Linked DNA regions of Sus scrofa: regions 1, 2, 3, 4 and 6 are each linked to region 5. Evidence: chromatin contacts called from public HiChIP or PLAC-seq and promoter capture Hi-C data. All regions are on one chromosome and are shown on one strand. The core of a region is the stretch at or near the end of the contact, and the rest is flanking DNA. Distances in the headings are between cores, read along the strand shown. Region 1 holds the start of PACSIN3 (protein kinase C and casein kinase substrate in neurons protein 3). Region 2 holds the start of NR1H3 (nuclear receptor subfamily 1 group H member 3). Region 3 holds the start of SLC39A13 (zinc transporter ZIP13). Region 4 holds the start of MADD (MAP kinase-activating death domain protein). Region 5 holds the start of FNBP4 (formin-binding protein 4). Region 6 holds the start of MYBPC3 (myosin-binding protein C, cardiac-type).

Region 1 (3,615 bases), core at 727-3,226, 480 kb after region 5:
CTGGAATGCTGGGGCAATGTCCAGAGGCCCTGGAGAGAAATGGCAGCCCTCCGAGGAGATAAGCCCTTCCTGCAGCCCTCTGCCTGCTCTAATCTACACTTCGAAGGGCTGCCAGAGTTACCTTTTCAAAGGATAACTTTTAAAAGATGGAGTCACTGCCATTCACATTTCTCACTGCCTATAGTATAAAGTCTAAACTCCTTAGCCCGTCTCGAAAATCTTCACCATTCAATCCCATCCCATCTTTCCAGCCTCAGCTCCCATGTGCCTTCACTCCATCCTGAGCTCAGTATTCTAGATATTTTAGTCTGGAACTGCCCCAAACTGTTGCCACTAGAGAGAATCACCATGATCAGTTTGGTGTGTATTCTCTGAATATTTTGAGTGTTCTGCAACTTTGCTTTTTTTTATTCAATAGTGTCTTGGGGATCTTCATATAAGAAAACAACTTGAGAGTTCTTGTTGTGGTTCAGCGGAAATGAATCTGACGAGCATCCATGAGGACAAAGGTTCCATCCCTGGCCTTGCTCAGTGGGTTAAGGATCCTGTGTTGCTGTGAGCTGTGTTGTAGGTTGCAGACGTGTCTCGGATCCTGTGCTGCTGTGGCTATGGTGTAGGCCAGCCACTACAGCTCCAATTCGACCCCTAGCCTGGGAACCTCCATATGTCTCGGGTGAGCCCTTAAAAGCCAAAAATACCCCCCCAACCCTCCACATCTCTATCTACACTGTGCTTTAAATGTTGCAGAGCAACCCACAGCATGAGTGAACTTTAGGATTATTCAACCATTGCCCTCTTGATTGACATCTGTTTGCAGTTTTTCCCTTATTGCAAAAAAATACTATACACAAATTTCCCTGTACCTTTTTCTGCACTTGTACATGTTTGTCTAGGGTAGATACCAAAAAGTGGAATTGCTGGGTCACCAAGTCATAAGCTAACACCTCTGGGGCTTGGCACACCCTAGTGCTCCCGCCTAGAATGCCTCTGCACATGACTCATTCCTGTTCATCAAGACCAGTCAAGTGTCATCACTCAGTGAAAGGTGGTCTCTTCTGCTTCTGTTTTCCCATAGTACTTCCTGTCCATATTATCTCATTATCATAAACTTATGGCTCTGCCTTATTGGTCTTTGTATTCCCAACACCCAGCATACGGCTAAGCATAAAGCCAAAATTCAAATGTTTTCTTGACTGGATGAATGAAGGCATAAATAAATAATGAAGGTACTGTGGTTAGGACATTCCAGAAAGTCAAGGTGAGTCTGTGAGTGTTGTGAACTTGGGCTTTGGACCAATCTGCCGCCTGGTGCCCTGAGCCAAGCTGCGTCTCTGGGTTTCTGTCCGCTTAGTCTCTGACCTCGGGCATCTCATCTTAAACTCTGTTCAAGTTGTGTACCTCACGGTGGAGCCCTGTGAATGTGTAGGGGCTCTGGCCACAGAGCACAGACATATGAGCCCTGGGGCAGCACTGGCAGGGGTTGGCTTTCCAAGGTTAGCTCTGTCTCCTTTCACCCTTGAAGCAGCTTAGTATCCCTGGGTTTTGGTTTATTTTTTCTCCCTGCAGTACTTTAGAGGCAATTAAGATCAGCTGCAACATTTCTGCTTGCTGCCTCCAGATCTGAACCCAGGGGAAGCCAGATGTTTTCCACTAGCATTCCCTCTTGTGGTCTGATGAACAGCCCTGTTTTCTGAGTCTCTCTGTGACCTAGCTTCCTCAGATCCCAAAGCCTGGCTTGCAGCCTTTATTTTTAATAGGGTTTTAATAGGTGGCTCCTGTAATTAACTTCATTCTTGTGTTTTCACACTTTCTGTCCAGGTGCCTAGAGGCCCCCAGGCACTAGGTGGGATGTTAACTGATTTTGAATAATACAGAACCTTATGGCTGTCATTAGCTATTACCTCAGCTCCTCTGATTTGCAGTTAGTTGTTTTACAATCATTAATTAGCTGGGGCACATGCCCATTTGGGAGGTCAGCCCAGTCACCCGTCATGTTTCACAGAGGTAGAAACAGATATGGAGGAAAAAGGACTTGTCCAAGTCCCAACAGAGAGAGTGGGTGTTGAAACTTGTTTCAGAAGCTACGTTCTGCTGCGTACACACCCTGTGAGCGCCAAGGCAAGGATCCACTACTCAGGTACGATTGCGCAGCTGTCTCAGGTGCCCAGCTGACGATTGCACCCTCCCACAAGGACTGCGGAGAAGTCAGCCCTCAGCAGCTAAAATTACCACCTGAAATTACTCCCATTCATTCTCTTTAGGCCCCCTTTCCATTTTATGAGCAGATTTATCTGCCCAAAGAACGCGAACGTGATTCCTCCGGGATTTAGAAACTACATAATTTTGCTATTTTTAAAGCTGCCGTTTGAAAATCTGTGCTCTCATACTCACACTCCTCAAGGAGTGGGGGCGGGGGTGGGGCTGCAGCGGGTGGGGACGAAGAGTACGTGCTGCGGGGAGAACAGCATGGCTCTTGGCCTCCCAGAGCGCCGCTCTGTCCTCTGGGGAGGCGCTCCTCAGAGCACGCGGGAGGGTTTGCAACCCCCAGCAACTTGGGCCGCTCGGACTCCCGGAGCGGCCCAGGCGTCGGATTCCGGCGACCTGCGCCCCCTTTCTGCTGCCAGACGGAGGGCAGCGCCGCGGGTCCCCCAGCCCTAGAGGGAGCGGGAAGGGAGAGGCGGTCGAGCAGGTGGCGGTTAGGTCAGCCTCGGAACATTCTTGGACCGCTCCAGTGGATATAAATAACCGACGGATAGGCTCCGAAATGTCTCGGGGTGGGGGGCAAGGGGGTGAGGAAGAAGGGATTTATTCAGTGTGGGGGGTGGTATCGGGGCATTCTGGAAAGATCTACCAAACCTTTGGTAGCTGACAAAGGGGATGGAAGGGCGAAGGGGTTTAAGAATGAATCGTAATTGGGTTGTGATGATCGTTGTGGTGAACTATAAATGTAATAAGATTCATTGAGTTAAAAAAAAAAGAATCGTGATACACTATCTGGGAATAACGCGGAGGGGGAGGAGCTCAAGCCTTTCTGCCCCACCCCCACCGAAGTCAGACCTAGTCCTCAGAATGGGCCCCCAGACTGGCAAGGAGGGCTGTGCAAGGAAGGGGTCTTTGGAGTCCCGGACCTGCCTGACTACAGCTCTGAGGTCTCTGAGCCTCACTTTCTGCATCTATTCAACGGGAGCCCTAATGCTTGCAAGAGGATGGTTATGAGCCTCGTCGGAGCTAATTTCTAACTAAGAAAGCTGTGCTCAGCAAAAAGAGTAAGGCAGTGTAGCCCCAGACCTCCCTCCAAAGGGAGCCGGTGCAGGCCCCATCCCTTCCCGCTTCCACTGGTCTCCCAGGCTCTGAGGAGGCCTGGGAGGGGCAAAGCCGAAATCTGACTCCCTATAGCGCCGAGGCACCACCCAGGAGAGTCGGCCCTCATTCGGGACCCAAGACCCCAAGGCCCGCGCCCCTGGAGCCGCGATGCAGGCAGCTCCTGCGCCCCCGCCGCTAGCCGGTGGGGTTGGGGCAGCAGAGCCGAGGAGAGGGCGGGGCCGGGGGCTGGGCTTCCCGGGGGAGGGCCCGGCGCACTCCGGGAGGCGGTGGCCCCGGCCTGGGAGCCGCAGG
Region 2 (4,052 bases), core at 140-2,639, 440 kb after region 5:
ACACCCAAGGGGTGTCTGGAACAAAACCCCAGAGGCTGAGTTGCTCCTGCTTGGCTTGGGAATTGGCAAAACGGATCAAGCATCCAAGCTCAGATTTAAGGGTCTAGCAAAGTAGTTTCTGACTCTGAAATAGCTCAAGCTTTCAAGACATTTTTGGAGTACCTGTTATGGGCCAGGCACTATGCTAGCACTGCATATAATGGTGTGCCATACAAACTTGATCTTTGTCTCTAGATGTTGTATTGTCTCCTTGAGGGCCAGCTCTTGCCTGATCTTGCCCTTCCTTACAGCTTCTTCCTCTCTCTTCACAAATAATTATTTCTGTTCCATATCTTATTTCCTCTCCTGGTCTCTAAGCCAGTTATAAAAGGGGAGATAGTTTCTGCCCTCAAGGACCTGGGCCTAGATAGGGTGACAGGTGGTGTAATAAAACCAGGCACACAGACGGACCCAAGAGCCTTGTTAACTAAGCACTTTGGACTGGGAGGGGCATCTGACCTAAAGCCATTCTCACAGGAGTTTTTCACAGACTGGGGACAGCAAACCCCCCAGCTGCATTTTGGGCCCTGGCTGTAAAGAGGGATGGGGAAAGCCAGAGGGGGGAGAGGGCCAGATGCACGGAGGATTTCATTTGGTAGGTGTCCACCAAGAACCGGTCCTCCCCTGGGACCCCATGGAGGGGCCAGAGCTCCCCCACCCACTCGTGAGACTCGTGTTGTCATCTCTGCAGGTTTATGTTCGAAGCACAGACTTTGACCGGACTCTCATGAGTGCTGAGGCCAACTTGGCTGGACTCTTCCCCCCTAATGGGATGCAGCGCTTTAATCCAAACATCTCTTGGCAGCCTATTCCTGTCCATACTGTGCCTGTTACCGAGGACAGAGTAAGACTGGCCAGCCCTTCCCTGGAGGCGGTGAGGGGGGCAGCTCTGGCCATTGGGCTGCTGATCCCCGACTCTTTCTCTGCCTCTGCTTCCCCCTTTGGTCTGCAGCTGCTGAAGTTCCCGTTGGGCCCATGTCCCCGTTTTGAGCAGCTGCAGAACGAGACCCGGCGGACACCAGAGTATCAGAATGAGAGTATTCAGAATGCAGTGAGTGGGGCCGAGGTGGAGGTCACCACACATTGTCCTTTCCCCCAGGGCAGGACTGATCCCTGATCCCTTTCTCATAGCAATTTCTGGAAATGGTGGCCAACGAGACAGGGCTTACGGACCTGACACTGGAGACCGTCTGGAATGTCTATGACACACTCTTCTGTGAGGTGAGCTGGCTCAGGGTCCCCGGTATGACTGTCCTCCTCTCACACCTCAGCAGGCCTAGGTGACCAGGCCATGTGCAACCGTGCCTGGACCCCATTCCTACCCGGGAGGTCCAGGCAAGCCGCCTCTTGTGAAACAAGGGAACTTCCCTCATGGGTGAAAAAGAACCTCAGAGTGGGAAATAGTTTATCGATCGTCAGCAGTTCCTGCTTCTCTCCACCCCGAGCTCTCGTGGTATCTGACTCCGTTCTGCTGAGTCACACTTTTGGTGCCCGAGCCTCCTTTCCTGTGCCCTGCGGCCTCATCACTGTCCACCATGTCTCCTGGTCGCAAACCTCTGCCTCTCCTCTCCCTGCACACACCCACACACACACAGGAAGAGAACGGCTCCCGGGAGAGGCTCTGGCCTGGGTGAGGAGCTAACCTGCCCGCTGCCACATACAGCAGACACACGGGCTGGTCCTGCCTCCCTGGGCCTCACCCCAAACCATGCAGCGTCTGAGCCGGCTAAAGGACTTCAGCTTCCGCTTCCTCTTCGGGATCTACGAGCAGGCAGAGAAGGCCCGGCTGCAGGGGGGTGAGTGACAACAGCAGCATGTCACTCCCCTGTCAGATCCCTACAGCATTAGGAATCCGCTCTTGGGGGCCTCTCACATGCTACCTGAAGTGTTCTCTGCTCTTCAGAACTAGGCCCCCCTAGTCATCCCCTTAGTCATCGGTGTCCCCAGCTGTCTAGATGCCTAGCACGTTTGTCCTGTGTGAGTGAGCACGGTTGGGTGTGTGCTGCTTTTCTGCCATTCACATTCTTTTAAGTTTCACCATGTCAGAAAGCCCTCCCTCCCCTCCAATGAATCCCTTCCTCCAGATGACCACAAGGGCCCACTTTGAAAGAGGCTGACAGTCATACACAGGCCAGTTTCCTGACGTGAGCACCCCAAGGGAGTGCCAGCTGACGAACCTTTGCGACATCTCAGTTTTCAGAGCCTGCACATGACAGAGTTCCCCTGGCCTGGAGCCACCATCTTGTGTGTTCTGAAGCAATCTTGAGTTTATATTTATTCCCACCTGGAGTAATTCTTCAAACATGGGCAGGGCTTCGTAACTCATTTATAAATAAGTGGCGGGTTTCTGCATCGGTGTTGAAACACAGATAGCTAGCTTGAGCTTGCTTTCTCCTACACATGTGAAAGTTCTTAGAGAGCAGGTGCCGTAGAGTTCCTGTGTAGTTCCCATGAGCCTGGAGTTCTCTGTGGTGATCAGAGCCAGGACTCGCAGAGGGTGAGAGAACGGCAGATAGGTCTGGTGAGAAGATGGTGACGGCTATAGCCACTGACACTGGGGACTTCTGTCCTTCAGGAGTCCTGCTGGCCCAGATACGGAAGAACCTGACCCTGATGGCAACCACCTCCCAGCTCCCCAAGCTGCTGGTCTACTCAGCGGTAAGCTCCCACAGCCCGCGGTGTGCGGATGTCAGGCCAAGAGCTGGGTCTCGTCCCTCTTCAGTGCCTGGGGGTGTGGGGGGCTGTGCTGATGGGGAGCCCTTCTCCCTTACAGCATGACACCACCCTGGTTGCCCTGCAAATGGCACTGGATGTCTACAACGGTGAACAAGCTCCCTATGCGGCCTGCCACATATTTGAACTGTACCAGGAAGATAATGGGTGAGTGGAGCTGCTGCTCTGCCCTCAGGCAGGGAGCTCCCGTGACTGATGGCTGTGGACAGCCTGAGGCGCTGCTGTCAGCCTAGCGAGCAGCTCCCATCTTGTCTCCTATGAACCTTCAGGAATTTCTCAGTGGAGATGTACTTTCGGAATGAGAGTGACAAGGCCCCCTGGCCGCTGATCCTGCCCGGCTGCCCTCACCGCTGCCCGCTGCAGGACTTCCTTCGCCTCACCGAGCCTGTCATACCCAAGGATTGGCAGCAGGAGTGCCAGCTGGCAAGTGGTCCTGCAGACACAGGTGAGCTGCTGCCTGCCTCCGTGCTGGCCATGTCCTAGAATAACTTCCCACTCATACCTGTAGGTCTTGAGAGCGCTGACGCACTTCAGCCATGCTACCGCGGGTCCCCACAGTTCCCTTCGCTGCCCCTCGCCCCAGACGGACTCACTGAGGCCCCTCCTTATGCCACTGAGGAAACAAGAGCACCAGAGATCTCACCCTCCCACCGCCAGGTCTTCCAGCTTTCTTGCGGGTATAAGCTGCCACCTCGGGCCAGCCTTTCCACTTACACGCCAGGTCCTTCTCTTCTCACTTCAACTTGGAACCCAGTGCTCAGCGTTCCTGCTTTATGGGATCACTCCCATCCCAAAGCCTAACAAAAACCTCTTCAGCCCATGTCCTCCTTCAGCTGCCACTCCCTGTGTCACTCCCCATCGAGGGTGGAATCCTTCAGAGTTGCCTGGTCTCTGGTGTCACGTCCTCACTGCCCATTCTCTCAGACTCACCTGCCACTCCACAGAAGCCACTCTTGTCAAGGACCAATGACCTGCTCTCACCAAAGCCAGCGACCAGTTCTTAGTCAGCTTCTTTCACCTCTCAACAGCATTACAGAATCGGTCACCCCTTCCTTAAATACTCTGTTGGCTTCTCTGCCAAGAAAAGGTTAGGCTTTTCTCAAAGGCAGCTTCCTTTACTGGCTTCCCCTCCCTACTAACCAGTGAATGGCCCAGGACTCATCCTGGCCCTTTCCCCACCAATGCCCACTCCCAAGGTGAGCTTAACCTGGCCTTGGCTTTAGACACCATCTCCATGCTAAGTTTTGTCTTTTTATGACTCCAATTCATGACCTCTTCTC
Region 3 (3,682 bases), core at 580-3,079, 310 kb after region 5:
AACGGAAAGACCCCGCTGAGCCCCACCAAAAGTGAGCCCAGGAGGGAGCAGATCCAGGTGTCCAGCCTCTCTCCGCTCAGCAGGGCCCCCCAGGACTCACTTTCCTTACTGTCCAGGCGACAGGCCGCTGCCACCCCCTGGCTCCGGAGGGCCTGTTGGGATCCCCCAGCCCCTCCCAGGAGCTCCAGGGCAAGAGCAGTGAGCAAGAGGAGCCTTTGTCCTGCCATGCCACAGCCAGGGCAGGGACATCCAGGCATGCCACGTGCTGAAAAACACAAAGGCCACTTACGTGAGCTGCCACCCTTGGCCGCACACCTGCTTAGGAAACGTGGCATCTTAACCCTCCCCCCACTCCCAGAGGCCTTGGCACCGGCCCTCCTGCCTGCCTCCCCCTGGGGCCTCTGAGGACCCGAATGATGGGTGCATGGAGCAAAGCGGCTCTGCCCCTCCTCACCTCACTCCCAAGGACCACACATTTTTTCCTTGGGAGCCACTTCCAGACTGTGTGTCAGCCTGTCCGCCTGAGGCTAAACTTTCCTTAATGACAGGGTGAGGCGCTGGCTAGGTTCCCCTCAGCCACTGGCAGGCCTGGCCCAGCTGGATGTCTGGCTGCCAGGGGAGGCTTTGGGCCGGGATGTCCTCCAGTGAAGCACCCCCAGGGACAGAGGCCGGCACCACCTAGCTTGGTGGGGCAATAGGAGGAGTGCAGGTGGGGAAACCAACCAGCTGATCTAGATTAGGATCATTAGGGCTTCTTCCTAGGAAATGGGCCAAACAGGAGGTGGGACTGAAGACAGAGGCTCCTTCAGTTAGGAGCTGCCTCACAGATGTATAGAGCACAGGCTTTGAAGACCTGCCCTTGACTTTGTGCTCTGAGCTTATAGCTGCTGGTTGGGGGTAAATCCCTGAAGACTCTCTCTGAGCCTCAGTCTCCTTCTCTGTAGGATGGAGAGAATTTGCCTCCCTCACACAAATGAGATGAGCTTGCTAAACAGGTGAGCATGCCTGGCATGGATCAGGCACAGAAAGCCCTCCTTATGCTGCTGGGACCCAGGAGCAGTGGACACCTGGAGTGCACCCAGCGGATGGATCACAGGACCTGGATGTGAGTCAACCAAGAGGGAAGTACAAATCTGGAAACTCAGGCATGAGGTTTAAATGTGGTCTTCCCTGCCTCATGCTGGCTGTGACCTTGAGCCAGTGATGGCCGTGCCTCAGTTTTCCGCATTTGCTGATGGAGTTGGGAAGGGGGCGGGGGCGGGGGCGGGGGCGGAAAGCAGCTGTTAAAGATGCTCCAGTCTAGGCTCTCCAGGCCTTAAATCCGCAGGGCTCCACTGGGGACCAAAAAGCAGGACTGAGCCAGGCCTGACTTGGAGGCGGCGGCGGGTCACTTAAAGGTTAGAGGACCACAAGTTTGGAACAGAAGAGAGGGTACCGAGGGAGTCAGCAAGCGGAGAGAAAGGAGAAAGCAAGGAGCGGGAGAGTCAGGAGTGGAGAGCTGGAGAGTGGGAGATGGATGCGGAAGGGGAGAGAGAGGGAGAGATGAGGAGCGACGCGTGGGGAGCCGGGAGAAGAGCCCAAGGAAGTTGAATTCCCGGGCTCTGGGCAAGAGGCCCAGGTCTGATCTAGACAAGCCGGGCCGAAGTCAACGGGATGGGCAGGGTTTGTCCCGCCTGGGGCATGGGCCCTGAGGGTCGGGCGGTCACTCACCTTGCGGCGGCAGCGGCGGCGCTACGGGCGGCCCCGGCCATCCAGCTGCGGAGCCCCGCCCCGCCCCGGGTCTGCCCCGCCCGGCCCGGCCACCCGGCCCCCGGCCCGGAGCCGCCCCCCGCGCGCGGCCACGTCACACGGGACCTGTCCGGAACCCGACGCGCCGCGCGCCGCGGGGTAGTGGGGGAGCGGCCGTCGGAGCGCGCTTCCGCCTCGCGGCCATGGGGGACCCGGGCGGCTGGCGCACTTCCGCTCCGGCCGGACCGGGCACAGCGGGGAGGGTCGAGCGGAAGTGGGAGCCCGCTGGACACCGCACTCGGTCGGGCTAGGCAGGGCGTAGGCGGCGGCCTTCTAGGGACCACGAGCGGCCGGGTGGCTGGGCTTGAGGGCCTGGCCGCCGCTTCCTCTCTCGGGTGGCAGTCCCGGCCGCGGCCGCACGGGGGCGCGCTCGGCTTCTAGACTGTGCCGTTCCGAGCCGGGGCCGGGGCCGGTGCTGGGGCTTGGGGCCGGGGTCGGGGTGGGAGGATGGCTGCGGCACTCCTTCTCTGAGTCAGCCTGGTCTGGCTCCTCCATGAGCAAGGGAAAGGGGAAGTGTCTGCCGCAGGGAGGGGCCTAGCCTCGGGAACCTCAGAAGAGGGAATTTTATTCTTACTCATCGAATTATTTTTATGCTTTGGTTTTTCACTGGGAACCTCAGGCCTTTGTCTCCAGGGCTTGTAACCCTTTGGAGTCCAATGCACGGTGGCTTGACACTGCTGCTGGTAACTCCAAACCTGGGGGAGCAAGAGCTCTGTGCTTCCCTCACCTCAGATTAAGGCAGCAAACAATAGCATTATTATTATAACCGCAGTTTATTGCTGAACACCTGCCATTTACTCTGCTTGCATTGTCTTAAAGAACCCTCAGCCTAGCCCATTGAGGTGGGGTAGTTAGCCCAGGGTCACACAATAGCACGGATGACAGAGCCACAATTGAAACCTGAATATTCCTGAACCCAGGGCATGTGACAGCAGCTCTCATTTCTAGAGTCTTAGGAATCTGGCTTGGCATTTCCACTTTGCATCCTTCTCTGGGAATCAGCCAGGACCACCTATACTCAGGAACGGGCCCTTGGGTACTCATTTGGACAGAGATTGTGACAGGGTGGGAGTCTCTAAGCCTCTGACCCTCATCTGCCTCCTAGGGTACTTCCTTCATCCATCCTGTGTCACTTTCCCTTACTGGGGGCTCTGAGGGCACAAGTGTCATATGCTACACCAGTTGCCCTGTTCCACCTCACACTCCAACGCTGCCTTTCTTAGACCCCAATCCTACCAAGAAGGATCAGCTTTCCTCTGAAAGCCCCCTGTCTGCTTCCCCCTCAAGGCCCACAGTTCTGCCGGGACACCCTCCTCTTCCCCCGCCTAAGTTCTGAAGTGGAAACCCTAGGTTGATTACTTTGCAGAGGGAGGAGGAGGAGGACACTCAGGGATGCTGCTCTGGGATCTCTAAGATGCCCCCCATATATGCAAATCACTCCATCATATGCAAAGCACTTCACAATATACAAATGATTTCACAATAACATAGTCAGCATTCCCGCCTCTAGGGGCTGAGGGCTGCTGGCCACCAGCAAGGGGATGGACAAGACAGCGCTAGAAACACCACTTGCTGCCTTCCCACTGCCTTTTTCTCTCACCTGGCCTGGTGAGATTCCCTAATGTATTGGAGGTAGAGGTGGAGATGTTACTCTAGAAGATGACCTTGAGCCAGGAGGACCAAGTAGAAAGACACAGTGGGTGGGCAAGTGTGTGGCTGTTAAAAACAGTGAATTAAATCTGCCAGGGGCTTCCAGGTATTGATGAGTGAGAAAAGGGAGATGCAGAAATGTTTATTTAATATAATCTACTAATTTAAAATATATACAAAAAGGAGAGTTCCCATTGTGCCTCAGCAAAAACAAACCCGACTAATCTCCACGAGGACAAGGGTT
Region 4 (4,144 bases), core at 521-3,020, 420 kb after region 5:
GAAACAATTTACAGGACCAGAGCACAAGGTTAAGTCTTGAAATCTACGTTTACATTGAAAACCAGGAGCCCTTTCCAGCTAAAATCTCAAAGATCACACCTGAAGCATCTTCTACTAATATATCAGGGATCAGGCCTCTATCCTTGGGATCCCAGTCCCTCTTTCCTTGAGAATCATTTGATAAAACAAATCATTATCATGCTCTACAATGCTGTCTCCCTCCACAAACAAGTCACAAACAAGGACCCTGAGATCTTGTGACTATTCTAGCCACTAATGATAGGATGGATTTTTAGCCTCCGTTCTATCTCAACAGCTACTGCCTTTAGTTATTCAAACTGCAGAGATAAGGCTTTTCTTCCCATTCGCTCCCCTCTTCACAAAGACTCTAAATCCTCTTAACACTACCTATACTCACACTGTCTTCACATCCACCCAGACTCAGACTCCGCCTCTTGCCTCAACCATATTTACTAACGGGCAGCCCCTCATTCCCAGCTCCTATATTCCAAAGGCATCAAGCTCAAGACTCATACCTATCCGCTGAAGTCCTACACAATTACCACCCAACACCATCCACACGCAGATTTAGAATCCACAGACCTTTAAGCTATCTTGTCTTTTCAGCTTACAAATGGCCATGTTAACCAGCCCTTTGGATTCGTCCCTCATTTTGGCAGGATGTCACAGTAAAACCACAAGAACCAGAGAGTGATAGGACATCTGCTGACGTGAGCACAATAAGAGGCTCTCTCCCCTCCTCCTCCCCAGGCAGTGACCTTGCAAGCGCATCAGCACAGACTGGTCCAACGTGGGGAAGAATGAGAGCAAGGAGGCAGCAATAGGCAGGGTTGGGGAAGTAGGGAAGGCAGGGAAAGAAGGATGAGTCTAAAGATGCACGAGGATGGGGAGACAATCAGTTTCAGGAAAGACTGAACGGGGTCTCCACTCCCCAACAAGCCAATTTTGAAACACCAAATTAAAAAAAAAAAAAAAGAAAATTTAAGAAGCCAAAGTGTTTATTCAAATTCTAACCAAAAATGGGGAACGCGCGCGCGCACACACACACACTCACGCACAGACACAGACACACGTACACACGCGCGCCATGTGTTTAGCCCCCGGACAGGACAGCTCTGCCCGCCCCCTCACCTGCTGGACAGTTCTCCCCCGCACCCGCCCCGGAACCAGGGCCGCCCGCCAGCCTCGCAGGAATCTAGCCCCGCAGCCGCAAGCTGCGCCCAGGTTCGCAGCTGGAACCCCTTTGGCCCCCACCCCTTGTCCTACCCCCTTCCTACAGACCGCTGCTCTCTCTCGAGACCCCACGCCCCCTCACACAACCTTGGGGGCTCCTTAGAGTCCCCTTCCCACTAAAGCCCCTGTTTCCTCTCATAGTCTGTATCCCCCGGGGAGCCCCACCCCAAACACCCTTCCAGGCCCCCAGTGGCCCAGACCTTCCTACCTCTGGAGCCTCTGAAGACCGGCCAGGTTCGGCCGCACGACTCTCTGCAGCCAAGCGTCAGTCGCTCGCCGGCGCGGACGCCGCTCAGAGCGCGCGCCAGTTCCGCGTCCTCACCGGGAAGGGGGGTGGGGGGGCGCCTACCACTCCGACCCGGTGAAGGAGGGGGAGCCGAGGGGGGCCGGGGGCCGTACCATTCCCCCCGGGGAGGACAGGGCTGCACCAAGCCGAGGGCTGAAGGGTGGAGCCGACCTCAGGAGAAAGGCGGCTACGCACACACCTATCCGTGTGGGAGTGGGAACGCGATGGGGAGCGTTGGGCCAGCCCAGCGCCTTTACGTGCCAAGGGGAGGACCCACAGGAACACTTTTTCTTTAGGTTACTAAAACAGATTTTAATTCGGCATGGTAATGGAGTCCATTTCGAGGAAATGTGGATTAATCTGGAAGAGACTTCTCAAGATAAGCTGCCCCTGAGACTTTCTAACCGTCCCTCTTACCTGACTTCCCTCCCCCCGCTCGCGCTTTGGAGGTGCCCAGCCTCCCGGGCTGGCAAGCCGGCGGCCTCGGCAGTGGAACCTACCAATTCAGGGGCGGCGGGGGGACCTGATGCCGGAAGGCGCAGGCCGCGGTTTCACCTACACCGGGACGCTCCACGGGAGGGGGCGTGAGCGGTGCCGCGGTGCCCGCTGGGAAATGGAGTCCAGCCCTTTGGAGACGCTAACCCTGAAACCGGTCAGCCTACCCCTGGCCTCAGGGGACCTTTCTTCCTGTCCCAAGGGTCTGCGGGCCAAGAGGAAGGATTGCTCTTTTTCAGCTGTCAACGGGAAAACCAAGGTATTATACCCGCGGGCATGAACACAGGTGCACGACTGAGGCGTTAGGTCGGAAAATCCCACACCCCCTTCCCACAGGAAGACAACCGATCCCACCTGGATCACTGAACGGGAAGGGGGCATCTAAGCCTCAACATTTCATTGACCCTTATGGCTCAATGGGGCTAGTAAAAGGAGGTCCCCGCTCACTGCCAAGGCTGTCACTTGTGACTTGTCTCCCTCCTCGGAATCTGGAAGCAGCTCCTTAAAGGACACAGCCTTCCCTCCTCTGTTGCCGGGCCCCCACTCCCAATCCAGAAATGGGTTTCTCTCATCCTGTATTAATTTCGATCTTCCTGTACACCCAGTGCCAGTCCTATCAGTGAGGCAGCCCTGAGGCATTTACGGCCAAGCCGCAGGCTAACAGTGGAGAATTCTTCTTGGGGCCCCGTGGGGAAAACAGGAAGTGGTAGAGGCAGGATGGGCAGGGCCCTGGCCAACCTTGTGCAAAGTGGCCCCCAGGTTCATCCATTTGGCAGGGTCAGTACCGTCTTCACATGGGAGCACTGTTTCAGCAGAATCCCCAGGACCCAGCAGCCACAAAATTCCCAACCCTTTGACTCTTTTAATGCCACGTGAGGATGTCCTTTGCCCAGCCCTCAGGAATGTCTGCCCTTCTCAGTCACGCCTCAGCCATCTACCCCAAAAAACAGAAGACACGGTGTGGGGGAAGAACAGTCACTCGTGCACATCCCAGATCTCAGAGAGCAGCGGGGGAAGCTTTTTATCCTGCAGGCGCAGTGCAAACACTTGCTCTGAGTGGACGCTGCTCAGTGTCCGGAGGCTCACCAGTTTCATTAGCATCCGTGGGAACATCAGTCGGTCCTGGGGAAGAAGAGGGACAAGTGCAGCCTTTGTCTCTCCCCAAGGAAGGGGGGCAAGGTGGGGAGTTGTGGGAGAGGTAGAGAATTGTCTGTGCACGATGTAGTCAGGGAGGGATTCTTGGAGGGAAAGTAGGTGTGTCAGGGGCTGAGCCTGTAGAGGAAGAAAGGGGGCACAGTGGGGAGACTCACATGGGGGTGGTGGATGGAGACGTAGGCATGCAGGGCCTCCACATATGTATGTTGCAGCCTCTCTACCTGGAGCTGGTCCTGCACGTTGGGCCGGTCTATAGGTCACCAACAGAGTTGAGTAGCAGGTCTGGCCAGGGTCTTCCTTCCATACCCCAAATCACAACCAAAATATAGGAACGCACCCCACCCAACCTCTCCCATCCCAAGGTAGCACAGCAAGAGCCTCCACCCCCATGATTCCTGCCCTATGGGGACGGCAGCCCTCTTCCGTGTGAATCTCTTGCTTGGTTTCCCTCCTGCCCCTCCTCCGCACCTGCAGAGAAGATGCTGATGGCAATGAGCAGGGCAAACTCAGCATCATTTAGTTGCAGCTCATTCATGGCTCTGGAGAACTCGAAGATAGGGTTGATGAACTCCACCTGCAGCCCTGGGGAGGCAGAAGAGAGGCTGGGGTGTGTGGCATGGGCAGCACTGCTCAACTGAGGAAACTGCTAAGAACTCAGAAGTCTCCAAGGGAGTTCCTGTTGTTGCTTAGTGGAAATGGACCTGACTAGTATCCATGAGGATGTGGGTTCCATCCCTGGCCTTGCTCAGGGGGTTGGCAATCCAGCGGTGCCGTGAGCTATGGTGTAGGCTGCAGACAAGGCTTGGATCCCGAGTTGCTGTGGCTGTGGTGCAGACTGGCAGCAGTAGCTCTTATTTGACCCCGAGCCTGGGAACATCTATATGCCACAGGTGCAGCCCTAAAAAAAGAGAAGCCTCCAGGGCTCAGGTGTGTAACCTTGAGTAGGTTTCTTAA
Region 5 (3,938 bases), core at 1,338-3,837:
TTTGATTTTCACAGCTCTTTCCAATTTTGTTACCTAAAAACAAAGATAGTCCTGGATTATTTTTTAAATATAATCAGTAGCTTATCATTAACCACAAGCCATTTCTTTTTTTTTTTTTTTTTTTTTTTTTTGGTTGGTCTTTTCATCTTTTCTAGGGCCACTCCCGCAGCACATGGAGGTTCCCAGGCTAGGGGTCTAATTGAAGTTGTAGCCGCCAGCCTACGCCAAAGCCACAGCAACGTGGGATCCAAACCACATCTGTAACCTACACCACAGCTTACAGCAGCACCGGATCCTTAACCCACTGAATAAGGCCAGGGATCGAACCTGCAACCTCATGGTTCCTAGTCAGATTCATTAACCACTGAGCCATGATGGGAACTCCCCAAGCCATTTATGTGTCTACATAGAACTCCATCGTCCAAAAACCAATTTATTGTTCCAATTTATTGTTCAAATGACCTATGCCAGTCTCTATGGAATAAGAGTGGGTATTTCTGGAGTTCCTTGATACCGTAGCAGGTTAAGGATCCAGCATTGTCACTACTGTGGCTCTGGTTACTGCTGTGACACAGGTTTAATTCCTGACCCAGGAATTTCTTCATGCTGCAGACACAGCAAAAAAAAGTCGGTATTTCTTCTAGTAAATGGGGGCTCATTATTTAAATGAACTTCTATAAAACACACAAAGTCAAATTATATGGTATAATAAAGAATACATATGGTCTTTTCCCTGATTTACTGACAGAGCTCATAAAACCCGGGTGATTTCCTGAGTGAAGTAAGTCTTTGTATGCTAAAGAGGTGGCTCTTGGCCAGGGCCTTCGACAGCTTCTGAATGGGGCAGTCTCTCTAGGAAGACTCACCTTGGGGTGGTGAATGTTAGAGTTAGACCTTTGCGCCAGTCCAACCTCTGGGAGGATCTGGCAAGGGCCTTGAGACTGAGCCCAATCATAGTCACAGTGGCCAGTGAGTCCATCAACCACACCTATGTAATGAAGTCCAGTAAAAAAAGACCAGGGCTGAAGAGAGCTTTTGGCTGGAGAACACACATGGATGTGTTGGGAGGACCCATGCCAACTCCACAGGCAGTGTGAGCTCAGTGCTCCCTCCTAGACCTCACCTTGTATCCTTTATGATAAAGCTGGAATCCTAAGAATAGTGCTTTCCTGGGTTCTGTGAATGGTTCTAGAGAATTATAAAATTTGAGGAGGTGGGAACCCCCTTTTTTTTTTGGCTTCACCCATGATATGTGGAAGTTCCTGGGCTAGAGGTCAAGTCCAAGCTACAGCAGTGGCCCAAGCCACTAACTACAGTGTCGACATCAGAGCCTTAACCCACAATAACAAAAGGGAACTCCAGGGACCCCTGATTTCATAGCCAGAAGTGTGAATGGGGTGGGGTCCTCACTTGGGAGCTGGCTAATGAAGTAAAGACAGTTCTGTGGGAGACTGAGCCCTTGAACTTAAAGTGTCTGATGTCAGCTCCTGGGGGTTATGGTCAGAATTGAATTGATCAAAGTATACTCAGTTGGGCATGAGACGATAAATGATTGTGACCTAAAACAAATGAACTGCCAGTTATTTCTCCAGCAGAGGTGGGTTTATTCGGAATCATCAAAGAATTGCAATTCAAGGTTGGCTACCAAGGCAAACCAGGTACAAGTACCCACATGGCAAAGAAAGGAACTGCTTTTACAGAAAGGAAGAGGAAGTTGGAAGAGCTGTAGTAAACAGCACGTGGCTTTTCATTGGCTGAGTCCTTCCCAGGAAAGAAGAGGAATCTCTTCCTATTGGGCTCTGCTATCTTCACAGGGCGGGAGAGCTGCCTGGCCCGCTCTGGTTTCCCAACTTTTTTGGGGGTGGGGGGTCACGCCCACACATGCATAAGTTCTAAGGCCAAGGATTGAACCTGTACCATAGCAGTGACAACACTGGATCTTTCACCTGCTGAGCCACCAGAGAACTTTCCAATTCTATTAAAGTAAGATTTCTTGCATTCCCATCCTGGCTCAGTGGGTAACCAACCAACTATATCTATGAGGACATGGGTTCAATCCCTGGCCTCGACTAGTGGGTTAAGGATCTGGCATTGTTGTGAGCTGTGATGTAGGTCACCAACACAGCTCGGATCCCACATTGCTGTGTCTGTGGTGTAGGCTGGCACCTTGGCTTAAGCATTAAAAATAATGTAAAGAGTGGGGGGGAAAATGTAATGCATACATATAAGGATCACCTGACCCCCTTGCTGTACAGTGGGAAAATAAAAAAATTAAATTAAAAATAAAAAAAATTAAAAAAAAATAATGTAAAGAGCTTCCCACCCCTTGGCATATAGACGTTCCTAGGCCACCAGGGATCCTTAACCTACTGGGCCACAGGAAACTCCCATCACTGGATTTCTTAAGCTCTAGAATGGAGGAGACAGCTATCAATGGAAAATCAAGTGCTGGGGAGGGGCTCAGCATTGACATAAAAGGTTGAGATGTAAAGCTTGCATGGGTCTTGAAAAAAACATTTTTCCCACGTGGTGCAATGGTTACTCCAGCTTGTGTAAAGGATGGAAGTGAGACAACTGCTCCCAGCAGCTGGCTGCAGAAGGGGACAGGGGAGAGGACAGTGCTAATAGAAGATAAATAAAGCAGGTTGGGAAGGCCAGATTAGGATGGCTCCCTTATCCCATCCCCACAATTTAGGTTCTTTCCTCCAATGCTAGTAAATCTAGTCATTTTTTTCCAGCCAATAAACAACGAGGTCATCTTTATGCTCTAGGAAAAAATTTACTAAACCATTAAAAGACTCACTATTCTACTTAACATTCAGTGTTATACCGAAAGTAAGCCACGATAAGTTGGGTGAAACTTGGCTAAAGACCTGGAAAACAGCAAGTTCCCTACATAACAAACGACAAACTGATACACAAGAACGGACACAAAATGGAGGACAAGGCGGTAGAGAAAAGACTGCAAAAAACGCATGGGTGGAGCCTGACGTAATTGGAAGCGATTCTAAACTGAGACCCTTCCTCACTATTGGCTTGACGCTCATTCTTTTTCCTTTTCCATTGGCTACCAGCTCCTTCTGTGCGTTAAAACAGCCAATAGCCTAGCCCTGTGGGTAAAGCCCGCCCTCCATCCATGGGGGGAGGAGCCTGAAAAGCGTAGGAGGCCCCAGGCGCTTGCGCGGGCAGGCCCTCCACCGGTTAAAAGCGGATCCTTGCAGGAGGCGGTGTCGCAGTGTATGAATATTGATTACGCAGCGCCGCGCCGAACGCCCGCCCCTCTCGGCTTCCCGACGCTCGCGGCTCGCGCTAGGGCTCGCGATGGGGAAGAAGTCCCGGGCGGTACCCGGCCGTAGGCCCATCCTGCAGCTCTCTCCGCCGGGTCCCCGGAGCAGCACGCCTGGCCGGGACCCGGAGCCGGAACCCGACACCGAGCCGGACACGACGGCTGCGGCGACCAGCCAGCCAGCCCCGGCGGCGGTGGCGGCGGCAACGCCGCAGACGACGACCGTGGTGACTACCGCCGCGGCCCCGGACGACTCGCCTTCGGAAGGTAAGCGTGCACGAGGGCCCTTAGGTGGAACGTCGGAAACTCGAGCTCGGAGCTTGGGGCCTAGGCCTCTCGAGCAGGTCCCTGAGGAGGAAGAGAAACCCGGGCTGGTGGCGTTTGTATCTGAGGCCTGCCGCACGGGGCCTGTGGGGAGGACGGCTGTGGGCCCCTAGGCGGCGGAAGGGTCGGCAGAGCAGTGTGCGCCCGGCCGGAGCCGACCCAGAGGCGCCATTTCTGGTGCAGGGCTTGGCCCGGCCACCCAGTCTGCTCAACGTCTGCTCTCGGTTTTGCATAACTTACCGGGTAAATATGAGAGTATGCGTTTCCGCGTCCCAGGCTTGGTGACGGTGGAACCTGCCCTTTCCCTACATGTCATGTTACTTTTCCT
Region 6 (3,782 bases), core at 706-3,205, 350 kb after region 5:
GCTCAGTGGGTTAAGAACCCAACATGGTGTCTGTGAGGATGTGGGTTGAAGATCTCATGTTGCTGCAGGCTGCAGTGTAGGTCACAGAGGTGTTTTGGATCTGGTGTCATGGCTGTGGGTTAGGCCGACAGCTGTGGCTCTGATTCAGCCCCTAGCCTGGGAGCTTTCATATGTGTCAGGTGTCATATGTGTCAGGTGTGGGGAAAAAAAATGTTTTGTGCACCTTGTCTGCCCCCCCACCCCCCGCCATCTGATATGTCTTTTCCTCATTTGTCCCTCGGGCATTTACTAAGGATCCTTTCCAATGCTGGACACTGGGGACATGAGGACAGATGACACATTGTACCTGACCAGGATTTAGAGCCTGTGGATGGAAGAGTCCTCAGTTGTTCTTAGGCAAATAAATCATTAAAAAGCCCTCTGCAACGAATAAATTTTTTTTAGATGCCTCCATGAGCCTTAAGCTTATAAGCTGTAGGCTATGACCCTAGTGATGATTATAATAATAATAATGGCAACAACACTGGATTTTTTGGCCATTTTATTACATGTCATCCCTGAGGAGTGGTATCTAATAGCATCCCATTTTATAAACTGAAAAACTGAGGCTCTTAGAGGTCAAATAGTTTGTCCTAGTTCACACCACGAGTAAGGGGTGGGCTGGATCCCATCCCACGTGGGCTGCTACGTCATTGTAATGTGAGAAGCTTCACGTGTCTGCGAGAGGGTAACCCGTAGCTCGTAGCTCGGTCAGGAGCAGGAATTAAGCCCCAGAGCTCTTGTCAGCTGCAGTGTCCTCATGGGATCCTTGCCAGCAGGACCCTGGTACAAGCGAACCTCTCGAGTGTACCCTTGTGTCTGGTCCCTCTGGCTTAGAGCCTATGGCAGGGGAGAGACAGAAAAAGATGATCAGGGAAACCTGTAAGCTCTTGCTTCCAACAGTAGCAAGAAGAGGCAGCCAACAGTGTGGGACTGAGGAACTTTGCTCAGCAGCCTGCAGACCTCAGAGAACCCAGATTCTGGGGCCATTCCTGTTGGGACAGATTACCCCCCCCAACACACACTCTACCTCCTCGCCCCAAGGGCTTGGGCTGGGGAAGCCCATCCGCAACACCCCCTATGCAGGGCTCCTAGCCCCGAGCGAGGGAAATGGGCTCAGTTCCCTTTTAAAGAAGGCCCAGGAGCATGAGATGCATTTTCTGGTTTTGTTTGTGTTTTTGTTTGTTTGTTTTTGGCTGCACCCCTGGCATGAAGTTCCCGTGCCAGGGATTGAACCCGAGCAAAAGCAGTGACAACGTTGGATCCTTAACTAGGTGAGCCACATGGGAACTCCATGAGATGCCTTTTAAATGTGGTTAAAATGGCAGAAAAGAATGATTTCAGTGTTGAAAAGGCGAGTAGGTTTTGACCACATGGACAACGCTTGTGTATAGAATTCCTTCCCCCTGATGACGGGGGACAAATGAACTTCCCCGGTATTGGGTCTTGCTTGCAGTGGGTCACACGTAATTTCCTTCTTTCTGGGTAGCAACTGACATTCGTGATGTGACCTGGAGGTGGGTGTAGGGGCAGTCACGGGGCAGAAGGTCACAGAGAAATAGTGATTCAGGGCAGCCAGGATGCAGGGCAGCCCAGCCCAGGGTTTGTGCACATAACCGCTACCTGGCAAGGATGCGTTTGACCCATCAGCCTCAGACTTAAGGGCCCTGCACACTCCCACCACATGATTTACCTGTCAGAAGACGTACAGACAGGGCATGGAGTACCCCTGAAGTTCAGGGAGGATTGGGGGACAGAAGCTGTGATAGTGGGCTGATGGGGGAGGGGCCAGGGGCCAGCCAGGCACAATGGGGCCCCACATTCTCCTGGAGAGCCCTTGATCTCTGGAATTTGTCTATATTTAGCAGGTGGCTGGGCAGGGTGCAGATAAGGAGGGCCTGGGGAGGGGGCAGCCCCTTATATAGTAGGGGGACGGGTGCCTGCTCAGATTCTCTTTGGGGAGCCTGTGCCTGCTCGGTTCCTGGTGACCTCTCCGAGATGCCTGAGCCAGGGAAGAAACCAGGTAGCCCCAGGCCTGGGTTGGGGCTGAGTGTGGGGCAGGGAGGGCTGGGGGCATCTGCAATTGGGGGGGGCCTAGGAGCAAGTTCCTGAGGGGGATGAGGCCTCTGAGCCCCAGGACAGGGGGAACTGTCCTCCTGGGCCTTTTTTTTTTTTTTTCTTTTTTTAGGGCTGCATTCACAGCATTATGGAGGTTCCCAGGCCAGGGGTCAAATCGGAGCTGCAGCTGCCAGCCTAAACCATAGCTCATGGCAACGCCAGATCCTTAACCCACTGAGCGAGGCCAAGGATCGAACTCACATCCTTATGGATATTTGTCAGGTTCGTAACCAGCTGAGCCACAACGGGAACTCCATCCTGGGCCTTTTGCGATTCTTAGTTTCTCCTTTCCATCCTTCTGATGAAAGTAAACCAGAGTCAGGAGTACAGAGGGGAAGAGAGTCAGGGCAGAAAGCCCCAAGGGCAGTTGCTCTACTCTCAGGACGCAGGGAGACCCCTTCTCTGCCTCCATCCCATCCCTGCAGCAAAATTAGGCCTGGACTTGCCGTTTGGGAAAAAGTTGCTGCAGGAGGGCCCCCAGGATGACTCTAGACTTGAGCCAGAGTTCCCGTCATGGCGCAGTGGTTAACAAATCCGACTAGGAACCATGAGGTTGAGGGTTCGGTCCCTGCCCTTGCTCAGTGGGTTAACGATCCGGCGTTGCCGTGAGCTGTGGTGTAGGTTGCAGACGCGGCTCGGATCCCGTGTTGCTGTGGCTCTGGCGTAGGCTGGTGGCTACAGCTCCGATTCGACCCCTAGCCTGGGAACCTCCATATGCCGCGGGAGCGGCCCAAAGAAATAGCAAAAAAAAAAAAAAGGCATTCCCATTGTGGCTCAGCAGGTTAAGAAGCCAACTAGTATCCACGAGGATGCAGGTTCAAGGCCTGGCCTCGCTCAGTGGTTAAGGATCCAGTATTGCCGAAAGCTGTGGTATAGGTCACGGATGTGGCTCAGATCTGGCACCGCTGTGGTTGTGATGCAGGCCTGCAACTGCAGCTACAACTCAACCCCTAGCCCGGGAACTTCCATATGCCACAGGTTCAGCCCCAAAAAGAAAAAGAAAGTCTCAAATTAGACTTGAGCCAGTCTCACTCAACACTCTTAGACAAGTCCCTCCCCTCTGGGTCCCAGTTTCCCTATCTATACAACAAGGGGTTGGGTTGCCTCCTTCCAGCTTTGAAAGTCTTTGCTTTCTGACCCTGCACCCTTGTGGCCCCCACACCAGACATGGCCCCCCCACGCAGCCCCTCTGCTCTGGGAGAGGATGGTTAGGAAGCCCCTGAACCCCAGCCAAGGGCAGAGAAAGTCACAGCCCAGAGTTCTTACCAAGGTTGTCCTGGTCAGGGTCAGCTCCCCAGCCCAGCCCCCTCCCAGGCCAGCTTTATCTCAGTTGCTGATTCTCAGCCTGAGGCCCTTAGAGGCCAAATTTAGCCATGTCCCTTGCCAAGGGCCCCTGTTGGTGGGGGAAGGGGGGTTGGGCTTCCACAGGCTGGGAGGGTGATGTATCCAGGGATATACCCAGCAAAATTTGTGTGTGGAGGTTAGACCACAAGCTTGGCTGTGCCGCCTATAGGCTGTGTGATCTTGGGTAGGTCACTTAACTTCTCTGAACCTTGGAGTCCTCATCTGAGAAATGGGCATGATAGCTGCTCCTACTTCATATAGCCGCTGGAGTATTAAATGGG

What was found. Promoter capture Hi-C pulls out the DNA fragments that hold promoters and counts their contacts. HiChIP or PLAC-seq counts read pairs in DNA pulled down with a chosen protein or histone mark.
Region 1: a contact with region 5 is called in an H3K27ac HiChIP or PLAC-seq map of skeletal muscle. The contact joins the promoter of PACSIN3 here to the promoter of FNBP4 in region 5. A contact is called at or near these places in 2 of 47 Hi-C or Micro-C datasets (heart right ventricle and skeletal muscle) and 2 of 2 datasets of contacts at active chromatin or transcription factors (alveolar macrophages and skeletal muscle).
Region 2: an H3K27ac HiChIP or PLAC-seq map of alveolar macrophages shows a contact between it and region 5. The contact joins the promoter of NR1H3 here to the promoter of FNBP4 in region 5. A contact is called at or near these places in 2 of 5 promoter capture datasets (fetal liver and liver) and 1 of 2 datasets of contacts at active chromatin or transcription factors (alveolar macrophages).
Region 3: a contact with region 5 is called in an H3K27ac HiChIP or PLAC-seq map of alveolar macrophages. The contact joins the promoter of SLC39A13 here to the promoter of FNBP4 in region 5. A contact is called at or near these places in 1 of 47 Hi-C or Micro-C datasets (embryonic fibroblasts) and 1 of 2 datasets of contacts at active chromatin or transcription factors (alveolar macrophages).
Region 4: a contact with region 5 is called in an H3K27ac HiChIP or PLAC-seq map of alveolar macrophages. The contact joins the promoter of MADD here to the promoter of FNBP4 in region 5. A contact is called at or near these places in 1 of 5 promoter capture datasets (fetal liver) and 2 of 2 datasets of contacts at active chromatin or transcription factors (alveolar macrophages and skeletal muscle).
Region 6: a promoter capture Hi-C map of fetal liver shows a contact between it and region 5, with 3 times the contacts expected there. The contact joins the promoter of MYBPC3 here to the promoter of FNBP4 in region 5. A contact is called at or near these places in 2 of 5 promoter capture datasets (fetal liver and fetal skeletal muscle) and 2 of 2 datasets of contacts at active chromatin or transcription factors (alveolar macrophages and skeletal muscle).

The regions. Positions count from the first base shown.
Region 1 is chr2:15,378,321-15,381,935 of Sscrofa11.1, forward strand. PACSIN3 (protein kinase C and casein kinase substrate in neurons protein 3) reads left to right here and starts at 1,977. Exons shown (of 10, transcript XM_021085228.1): 1 at 1,977-2,137.
Region 2 is chr2:15,335,396-15,339,447 of Sscrofa11.1, forward strand. It overlaps NR1H3 (nuclear receptor subfamily 1 group H member 3), which reads right to left and starts at 1,390. Exons shown (of 10, transcript NM_001101814.1): 1 at 1,213-1,390. ACP2 (acid phosphatase 2, lysosomal) reads left to right here. Exons shown (of 11, transcript NM_001244740.1): 4 at 731-883; 5 at 992-1,090; 6 at 1,171-1,260; 7 at 1,703-1,835; 8 at 2,615-2,697; 9 at 2,813-2,919; 10 at 3,042-3,217.
Region 3 is chr2:15,201,107-15,204,788 of Sscrofa11.1, forward strand. It overlaps SLC39A13 (zinc transporter ZIP13), which reads right to left and starts at 1,830. Exons shown (of 10, transcript XM_003122808.6): 1 at 1,711-1,830; 2 at 1-265. The coding sequence starts at 257.
Region 4 is chr2:15,313,452-15,317,595 of Sscrofa11.1, forward strand. MADD (MAP kinase-activating death domain protein) reads right to left here and starts at 1,771. Exons shown (of 36, transcript XM_021085175.1): 1 at 1,463-1,771. It overlaps NR1H3 (nuclear receptor subfamily 1 group H member 3), which reads right to left. Exons shown (of 10, transcript NM_001101814.1): 8 at 3,659-3,772; 9 at 3,346-3,440; 10 at 2,878-3,157. The coding sequence ends at 3,011.
Region 5 is chr2:14,892,946-14,896,883 of Sscrofa11.1, forward strand. FNBP4 (formin-binding protein 4) reads left to right here and starts at 2,588. Exons shown (of 17, transcript XM_021083063.1): 1 at 2,588-3,553. The coding sequence starts at 3,322.
Region 6 is chr2:15,245,724-15,249,505 of Sscrofa11.1, forward strand. It overlaps MYBPC3 (myosin-binding protein C, cardiac-type), which reads left to right and starts at 1,956. Exons shown (of 34, transcript XM_021085219.1): 1 at 1,956-2,062. The coding sequence starts at 2,038.